Regions from separate parts of the Sus scrofa genome. Here all the other regions are linked to region 3. A link is a contact called in public Hi-C and HiChIP or PLAC-seq data. All regions are on one chromosome and are shown on one strand. Each heading gives the region's core, a stretch centred on a gene start, on an enhancer-like site or on the middle of the called end of the contact. The rest is flanking DNA. Distances are from core to core; before and after follow the strand shown. Region 1 has its middle 59 kb from the start of ASF1A. Region 2 has its middle 81 kb from the start of ASF1A. Region 3 holds the start of CEP85L (centrosomal protein of 85 kDa-like).

What was found. Hi-C and Micro-C count contacts between places; a contact is called where the count stands out from the background. HiChIP or PLAC-seq counts read pairs in DNA pulled down with a chosen protein or histone mark.
Region 1: a contact with region 3 is called in a Hi-C map of brain, with 2.7 times the contacts expected there. The contact joins the enhancer-like site here to the promoter of CEP85L in region 3. A contact is called at or near these places in 2 of 5 promoter capture datasets (fetal liver and liver), 13 of 47 Hi-C or Micro-C datasets (brain, embryonic fibroblasts, fetal heart ventricle and 7 more) and 1 of 2 datasets of contacts at active chromatin or transcription factors (alveolar macrophages).
Region 2: a contact with region 3 is called in an H3K27ac HiChIP or PLAC-seq map of skeletal muscle, with 4 times the contacts expected there. The contact joins the enhancer-like site here to the promoter of CEP85L in region 3. A contact is called at or near these places in 2 of 5 promoter capture datasets (fetal skeletal muscle and liver), 12 of 47 Hi-C or Micro-C datasets (embryonic fibroblasts, fetal skeletal muscle, heart right ventricle and 6 more) and 2 of 2 datasets of contacts at active chromatin or transcription factors (alveolar macrophages and skeletal muscle).

The regions. Positions count from the first base shown.
Region 1 is chr1:43,273,062-43,275,761 of Sscrofa11.1, forward strand. No RefSeq gene overlaps it. Among named protein-coding and RNA genes, the nearest start is that of ASF1A, 59 kb to the left of the region's middle. Within about 2 kb of position 1,305, at least 19 of the 83 cell types and tissues checked have an H3K27ac peak or open chromatin away from gene starts, as enhancers often do. A contact at or near this core is called in alveolar macrophages and brain, where this site is marked.
Region 2 is chr1:43,294,297-43,296,996 of Sscrofa11.1, forward strand. No RefSeq gene overlaps it. Among named protein-coding and RNA genes, the nearest start is that of ASF1A, 81 kb to the left of the region's middle. Within about 2 kb of position 1,340, at least 2 of the 83 cell types and tissues checked have an H3K27ac peak or open chromatin away from gene starts, as enhancers often do. A contact at or near this core is called in skeletal muscle, where this site is marked.
Region 3 is chr1:43,391,234-43,393,933 of Sscrofa11.1, forward strand. CEP85L (centrosomal protein of 85 kDa-like) reads left to right here and starts at 1,397. Exons shown (of 15, transcript XM_003121248.5): 1 at 1,397-1,814. The coding sequence starts at 1,742. LOC110260246 (a long non-coding RNA gene) reads left to right here. Exons shown (of 2, transcript XR_002343179.1): 2 at 1-293.

The sequences.
Region 1 (2,700 bases), core at 55-2,554, 120 kb before region 3:
TTATGAGAAACAGCTGTCAGAACTGCTCCTAAAAAGCTGCCCTGCCCCCAAGGATTAGATGGATTTAGGATTCCAGGACCAAAAGCAGAAGAGCAGATCTTCATGCAAGTGGCAAGTGTCATGGTCAGCAGGTTCCTGTCCTCCCCTGCTTTTTATCTCCATGAGACATCTGATTATTCCACCAGGAGCACCAAGGTTTATGTTTCAACCAGGAATGGCTGAAATGGCAGACCTTTTGCACATGACACTGGAAGAAGATGTGACCAGAACTGCAGGGCACTAGCTCTGGTGAGTCCCCTCCTTATTGCCCTCTCTGCACCCACGACCAGTTCTAATTTATTTACTCAGTAAAGGAAACTTGGGAGTCCCTGGGGCAGAAGAGAATCTCAGGGGATTAAAGGCAACTCCCACTCACTATAGAAAAATGAGATTGTTTCTGTCCCTCCAAAGCGAAGTGCAAAACAAATCCCAAGCATCCGATCTCCAGTGTCATTTCAAACCAAACCAAACCAATCAATCAAACAAAAAGCCTGCCAAGCAAAAATTTAGACCCGAGAAATTTCAGAAGCAGAGGACCTGAGTCTGGTCATCCTGCCCCTCTCTGGAGCAAGAGCCATGTATGTGGCAGGGAGTTGGGTGATGCCAGGGTGTTGATGATGTCCTGCCTCATGACATGTACCAACTGCCATCCTCCCAGGCACAGAGAGATCTGAGTGGACAATTGAGAAGATATGGGAAGAGGAAGGAACTGCCTGGTATTGAGCACCTACTCTGCTTGGTGTCATATTAGACACTTGATGTACCTTGGTCTGTATGTATGAGATAGGTAGATAATAAATACTTAGTTCTCATAGCAATTATGTAAGAAAGGTAACATCAACTCTGTTTATAGATGGAAACATGATCAGAGGGGGCTATGTTAATTTTTCAAGGTCACACAGCTAACAAATGGCTTCTGGAGGAGGAGAAACTGATTCCAAAATCAGTGCCCCAAGTCACCTATATATATCATGACAATTCCCCCAAAGAAATATGACTATATCAGGGCAAGGCCAAAGTCAGAAGGGTCTTGTCTCATCTCCCATTCAGTCATGGAGTGCTTTCAGAGAGAAAAGTGTGGGCAGCCCTCTCCTACAGGCACTTGGGTTGAGGGCAGTTCCCTTTTCTTTACAGGCAGACCTGGGCAGCTGCATATGCAAAGCAGGGGATTTCTCCACACCTTAGCCCTGGTTCAGCACCTAAGGAAAGGCAGTAACACCTCAAGGCGGCTGTGCTTCGCCACGCCAAGCCGGGCTGTGGCATCCGCTGGGCTCTGGGCACTGTCGCGGCGGAACACTGTGAGGCTGCCCTGGGGGATGGCGAGGTGCAGCCCGGCCAAGTAGCCCTTTTTTTTTCCCCCCATCAAATGTGTGAAAGTACTTTTTTTCATGGGGAGCTTTTGCTCATTAAAAAGCTGGACCCTAGATAACTGTCCGGAAGGGGTTTTGTGTGTCCGTTTCCTGTGCTTACTTCCCTTGAACAAAGGTGGCTCTGACAAGTCCCAGTCCCCCGGAAAGGGAATCTAGGCCAGCCCGTTCTCTCTGTGGCTCACACCACTAGGGGGCGTGGAGGATCGCTGACAAAGGAACTCAAAAGCCTGGGATGCCTGAACTCACCAGCTGAAGCTGGAGACCTGCCTGCATTCAACTCATGATGAAAAAGTTTCTTCCAAAAGCAGGCCCCTTGGGCGCTCCAGGCAGACACACAGGCCCACTGAGGGCTGGGCCAGAGCCGGTGGGGGCGGGGAACCCCATTTGAGCATCACAGAACAGTGCTCCTTCTTCTGAAGACTTTGCACCTGAAGAGCTAGACTGTGGCAGGGCCTTGAAGCCCTGAGAGCCTTGAAGCCAGAGTCCATTTTATAGAAGCGCAGACTCTGAAAGAATATACGTTCAGTAATGTGATTCCTTTGGGAGGTGGGGAACAGGCAGATTCCTATCCACAAGATCCTCAGATTTGTGTTAATCAGAAATTTAAAACAAAAAACAAAACAAAAAAAAAAACACACAGAATCTCCCACAAGCAATAGCCTGCATTATTTTTTTGTGGTTGAGACATCATCGACATAGAGTAGGTTTAAAGTGTACAACGTGTTGATTTGATGCATTTATACAGTGTATGATCACCACTATCATGCCAGCCAACCTCCATCACGTTAAGTAATTACCATTTCTTTTTTGTGGTGAGAACAATTAAGACCTAGTCTCTTAGCAACTTTCAATTATATAATACAGTATTATTAACTGAAATCATCATGCTGTGCATTAGATCTCCAGAATTGATTCATCTTCTAGCTGTACGTTTGTGGCCTTTCGCCAACATCTCCCCATTTCCTCCACTTCCTGGCCCTGGTAACCACCCTTCTACTCTGTTTTTATTCAGCTTTTTTAGATTTCACATACAAATGATGTCATTACAAGATTTGTCTTTCTCGGTCTGGATTATTTCATTTAGCACAATGTCCTGGAGCTCCATCCATGTTGTTGCAAGCAGCAGGATGTACTTTCTCATGGATGAATACTGTCCAATTGTATACATGTCTGTCTTCTTTCTTCCTCATTGATAAATGCTTGTTTCCTTATCTTAGCTGCTGTGAATAATGCTGCATTGAACATGGTGGTGTAGATCCTATTTTCCTTTCCTTTGAATATATACCCAGTA
Region 2 (2,700 bases), core at 90-2,589, 97 kb before region 3:
AGGATGGAACAGAGAATCAGTCCTGGTATATTGGGCCCTCGAGCCCTTGTTCTTTCCATTAATCACATGTCCTGTTCCCTGAGGCCACTTTAAAGACAGAAGGGAAATTGAATTGATGTACAGCTAGAGTAGGTTAGTGGCAGTTTATCACTCCCACCAACCTTGTACTTCTAGGACACCTCCAGGGTCTGATAAATCTTTGCGTACATTTCCAGCACAGCCCCCGGCAGCCTCCTAAAGCCACTTGACACAAATTAGATAACCAAGGCTCAGTTACTGAAGGGGGTGAAAAGAATACATATTGTAGGCTTTGCTTACACAGTATCTGGCCCTGATAGGAACCACCACCAACAGAACAGAGAACTTGTGAATTTACAAGTGCTGTATGGAACGTTTAAGTGCTATTACCCTTAAGCTTTTGTTTTTCTCAGGCAAAGCAACTCCATCCAACAATCTAAGCTATAATTTAGGACAGGAGCATTTCCTTATGCTTCATGAAGTTCTTGCAAACTTAACTTTCCAAACCAAAATGTGGTGCCAAACTTGGACTGAGGAAAAAAAAAAATCTAGAAGTGCATATATATATATATAAAATTGATTTTTATCCAAGAATGTTAATTCTTATCCATGTGACTGTTAGGAGAAAAAATGGTTATAATTATCTGAAAATGAATTTTACTCTCAGTCAGGGAGTTAGTCAACTAATAAACCTATGTCGATACCATTTAAAATGAGTAACTACTTTGGCAAAAGTGAACGATCAATGTGTATTTATCTGTTTTTAAAAAATCACTTTTTCTTTCTTTAATTTTGGAATTGAGATAAAATTGACATAGTAGTTCTAGGTGTACAACATAATGATTTGATATTTCTATGTATTGTGAAATGATCTCCATGCTAAGTCTGTTTAATATCACATCCCCACACACAATTAAGATGTTTTTTTTCTTATGATGAGAACTTTTAAGAATCCCTCTCTTAGCAACTTTCAGATATATAACACAGCATCTCTTGTTTCAGACTGAGATTGAAAGGCCAAGAACAGGATGTTAAGAAAGCACATTGACTGTTCAAACTAGACGGGAAAAGATAGTTCCAGAAGAAGGATCTGCAGAGCTGGAAGTTCAGCCTCCTTTTCTTTCTTTCTCTGTTTAGCGGGGGCATGAAAAGACAGACAGGATACTGAGAGCTTAGAACTCAGTAGGGCAACCAGAGCTTTCCTTTGAAGGAGCAGTAAGCAGGCAGCAGCTGAAAGCATGTCCTTATCAGAAGCGGCTGTAAGGAAATGCCTTCTCCTGGTCATGCATGTCACCTAAGCCAGCCGTTTCCAATTGCTGTCCCCTGAAAGTTTCCGCTGATCTCATTCAGAGAGAGGTTCCCTCTGGGATAAGAGGGAAATGAAGACACTTAGAAGTGGGTCAGAAAACTGCCTCAGCCTACTTGCTTCATCTGGCCATTCTTTTGTTTTCTGGTTTATCTCTATCTTTTCCTGCCCCTCCCTTTCTTTTAGACTCTGGAGTTTGTGTTTTTTTTTTTTTGAGAACCACTGATTTATTGATTTTTATTGAACCATAGTTGATTTGCAATATTATACTAGTTCAGGTATACTGTATAATCAGACACAAGTTCTGATGCCTAATTCTGCCCACCAGAACTTGCCTTTTTCTTTAATTTCTGTATTAAATTTCAATATGTTTATAGATTTTACATCATTGAAAGTTATTATAAAGTATTGGCTCTAGTCCTTGTGCTTTACATTACATCCTTCTAGCTTATTTATTTTATACATAGTAGTTTGTATGTCTTAACCTCCTACTCCTGTCTTGTTTCTCTCCACTTCCCTCTCTACACTGGTAACCACTAGTTTCTTCTCTCTATCTATGAGTCTGTTTTTGTTTAGTTATATTCATTCATGTGCTTTCTTTTTTAGATTCCACATGTAAGTGATGACACACACTGTTTGTCTTTCTCTGATTTATTTCCCTAAGGATAATACCCCCCACATCCACGTCTGTGTTATTGAAACTGCTCACTCAGATATCACCTGGAATGTTGTCTCCATCTCATTCTTTCTCTTTGACATTCTGCTCTGTGCTGATCGCTGTCTTATTCTACAGTACAGGTAGAACCCCAGGGCATCAGCCAGGAAGCGCCATCCTGAATGGAAAGAGAGCCAAAGGCTGGCCTTTAGAGAGACTACCAGAGGTCAGTCATCAAGGTCAGGGTTAGGAAGCCAGACTGTTGGAATAGGGAAAGTGGGAAGGACAAGTGGAGAGGTGGGAACAGCAGGATCTCACATACACTGGGACAAGTCAGTGACAGAAGTGGAGTAACCAGAAACAAGAGGGAGTCTTATGCCAGCAGTTGTGCACGATGAGGGTGGGGACAGAGGCAGAGTGGAGCTATAGATGAGATGCCAACAAAATGGCCTCTAACTCGAGCTGGTAGGGCCAAAGGGCTTTGGAGCTAGAGTCTCAGGATCTGGGTCCATCACTATGGTTCTTAGGGTGATGGAAGTCCTGCTGAGTCAGACACAAGTTCTGATGCCTAATTCTGCCCTCCAGAACTTGCCTTTTTCTTTAATTTCTGTATATTATATTCATTTTGGTTTCATCCTACCCCTTTGACATTTAGTCGTCTTCATCTTCATTATCTCTCTCCATCTTCATCCTTTGTTTTTTTCTGTAGATCCTCTCCCTT
Region 3 (2,700 bases), core at 147-2,646:
TGCGTTGTAATTTACTTTTCTAGGTTTCCTTTTGACCTATAGTATTCAAGTGTAAGGTAATGCACATTTAAATCACAAAAAGGAACCAATTACATTATTTTTTCATGTTTCTGTCATTTTCTATCCTTTGAAACAGTTGACCCTTGGCCAACTGCTCATGATTTGGAGAAATAGTGGAACTCTATGGGAGGAGGAGTAAATGTAAAATTTATCTGCAATCAGATAAATTACAAGACAGATGTGAGGAAAAAAGGAAAAAAAAAAAAAAGAAAAGAAAAGCAACCCCCCCAAAACAAGACAGAGATGTAATTTAATCTCTAAAAGTTTTAAGCAGTATTTCCCAATTACAGGATGCTTAAATACAAACATAAGGCCTCCCTTAGCAAAACAGAAAAAAGTCAATGGACTCCAAGCCTGCTGATGGTTAAGAATTTGCCTGACTCATTAAGGTTTACCTGATTCATTGGCCCAGTGCAGAGCCTGCCTCCTGCAGTGTTCGACCAATATTTATTAAAGGAACTATTTTGTATCTAAATATTGGAAAGATTATATTGTCAATAAAAGTAAGATTTAAAAAGACGATGCTGCACCCTTTTGTCCTTCCTCAGGATATCTGCCCCTGCACTCTGGGTTCAGGTAAAAAGTGGCAACTGACCAGGTGGAAGGAGGAACTTGGAGTATAGGAGTAAGGAAGTCGCTCTGGTGCCATTTTGACTCCTTTCTGATGATCATCTGGAACACTGGGCTACCAGATTAAAAATTTCGGGCCCCTCTCTGAACCCTCTGGTACTAATTACCCTCGGGTCTTTTTTTCTGCCTGTTGTGTGTGTGTGTGTGCATAAGTCTCTAGGTGATAGATATTTTGTACCCGTCTCTGTCTGCACCCTCCCGCCCCCCATTTAATTTGCTAGTTGAGAAAACGACCTCTTTCGCTACCCCCAATAGTGATCCCCCACAAACGATGTTTGTGGAATTCATGGTTGACGACTTTAATCCCAAATGAGGCTGAGAGTCTCCCTCAACCCCTCCTGTGTAAAACTCTTCCATCTCAAGAAACCTCGAGGGGAGAGGCAGGTCATCCACGTCTTTCTCAGGTGCCCCTGAGGGACTACCCAAGGGACTGGGGCGATGGGTGGTGGCGAAAACCTAAAGATTAGACCCAGTACCAAGTTACCGCCCTCTTCGTAACCGATAATGGCTCCGGGCTGAGAAACCAGGGACGCAGTTGGTAGGTCGGAAGAGCATTCGCCGCTGGCAATGCACAGCTGCGTAAAGGAACCCACCGGGACCTGCCCACAGTCTCCGCCCCGCGCCGCGCACGCCTTATATAAGCGCCCGAGGCCCCGCCCCCTACAAGCCCCGCCCCCGCTTAGATCGGCCTCCGGCTCCTCAGGCGGAGGGGGCGGAGAGAAGCCGCAGCTGCAACTTCGCTGGAGCCTCTGAACCTGGGCTCAGCCGGAGACCAAGCCGCCGACGCCGCAGGGCCTCCGCTTCCCTGGCTCGGGCCTCAACCCAGGCGGCTCGACCATGGCAGCCGCCGCCGCTGTAGCGAATCTGGCTCCTGCGGTCCCCGCCCGTCGCTGAGCAGCCGTTAACCAGCCCGCCCGCTCGCCCCCCGCCGGTGCCGCCTCGGCCCAGGCTCCGCACAAGTTTCCGCCGCCGAAGAGGCAGGAGGCGAAGGCAGCGGAGGACGGACGTGGGGAGTCGGGCGCCCCCGGCCCACTCGGCACTCCGGCCCGCAATGTGGGGACGCTTCCTGACTGCGGATGCCGGCGGCAGGGACAGCCCAGGCGGAACCCGCAGCTTCCCCGCGGGTAAGTAACGGGACAGGCCCCTGGCTGCGGTGGGGGTCGCGGCCGACTGCGGTGCCTCGGGACTCAGCCGCCGCTCCCCTCCTTCCTCAGGCCTGGCTTCCCCCTGGCCGCCCGCCCCCGACGCCGCGCGCCTGCCAGCCAGCCCAGCTTCCTCCAGGCTGCCGACACCCGGCTCCGCGGGCTGACATCTGGCGGCCCGCGTCCCCGGCCCTGTCCGCCCCGCATCTCGGCGCACCGGCCCCGCGCGGCTCGGTGTCCCGGCCGCTCCTCCGGCCGCAGCCCCGGCGCCCCAACTTACAGCTCGCCTAGGCCTCCTCGGGTTGGGCTTTGTTGTGCGACCTTCTCCTTTTTCCTCCTGGGGTGTGCGGCCGACGTGGATAACGGGGCTCACGGAGACCCAGACGGGAAGGTCGCTGCGACCGTGCTGCAGCCGCGGCGGCGCGGGGCGCGTCTCGGAGGGCGGGGGGCTGCTGCATCTGCGCCTGCAGCCGCTGCTTTAGGGCGCGTTTGGGGGCGGAAGGAGGCTGCGGCTGATGCCTTGGCTGCAACCCCCCCCAGGGGTCCAGCCCCTCCCTGAAACCTGGTTACCGCCCAGCAGTCCTTTCTGGAGGACATGTCCTGCCAGAGCCCATCGATTTTTGAGCAACCGGAATGTTAATCTATTTGCCTCTCCTTGGCCCTTTCAAGGAAAATTTGGGGTTTGCTGCGTTGGGTGTGCGAAGGGACCTGTTTGTAATGCACAGCCATTTAATGCCTGCGTCGCTTAAAAGTTGTGTAGGAGCCACCAAATTAGGATAAATCTTCCCCTAATCAGGATATTAAAAAAAAAAAAAAAAGGCTTGGGTTACCTGTGACAAGTTATTTGACTGACGTTAATGGTTCTTTC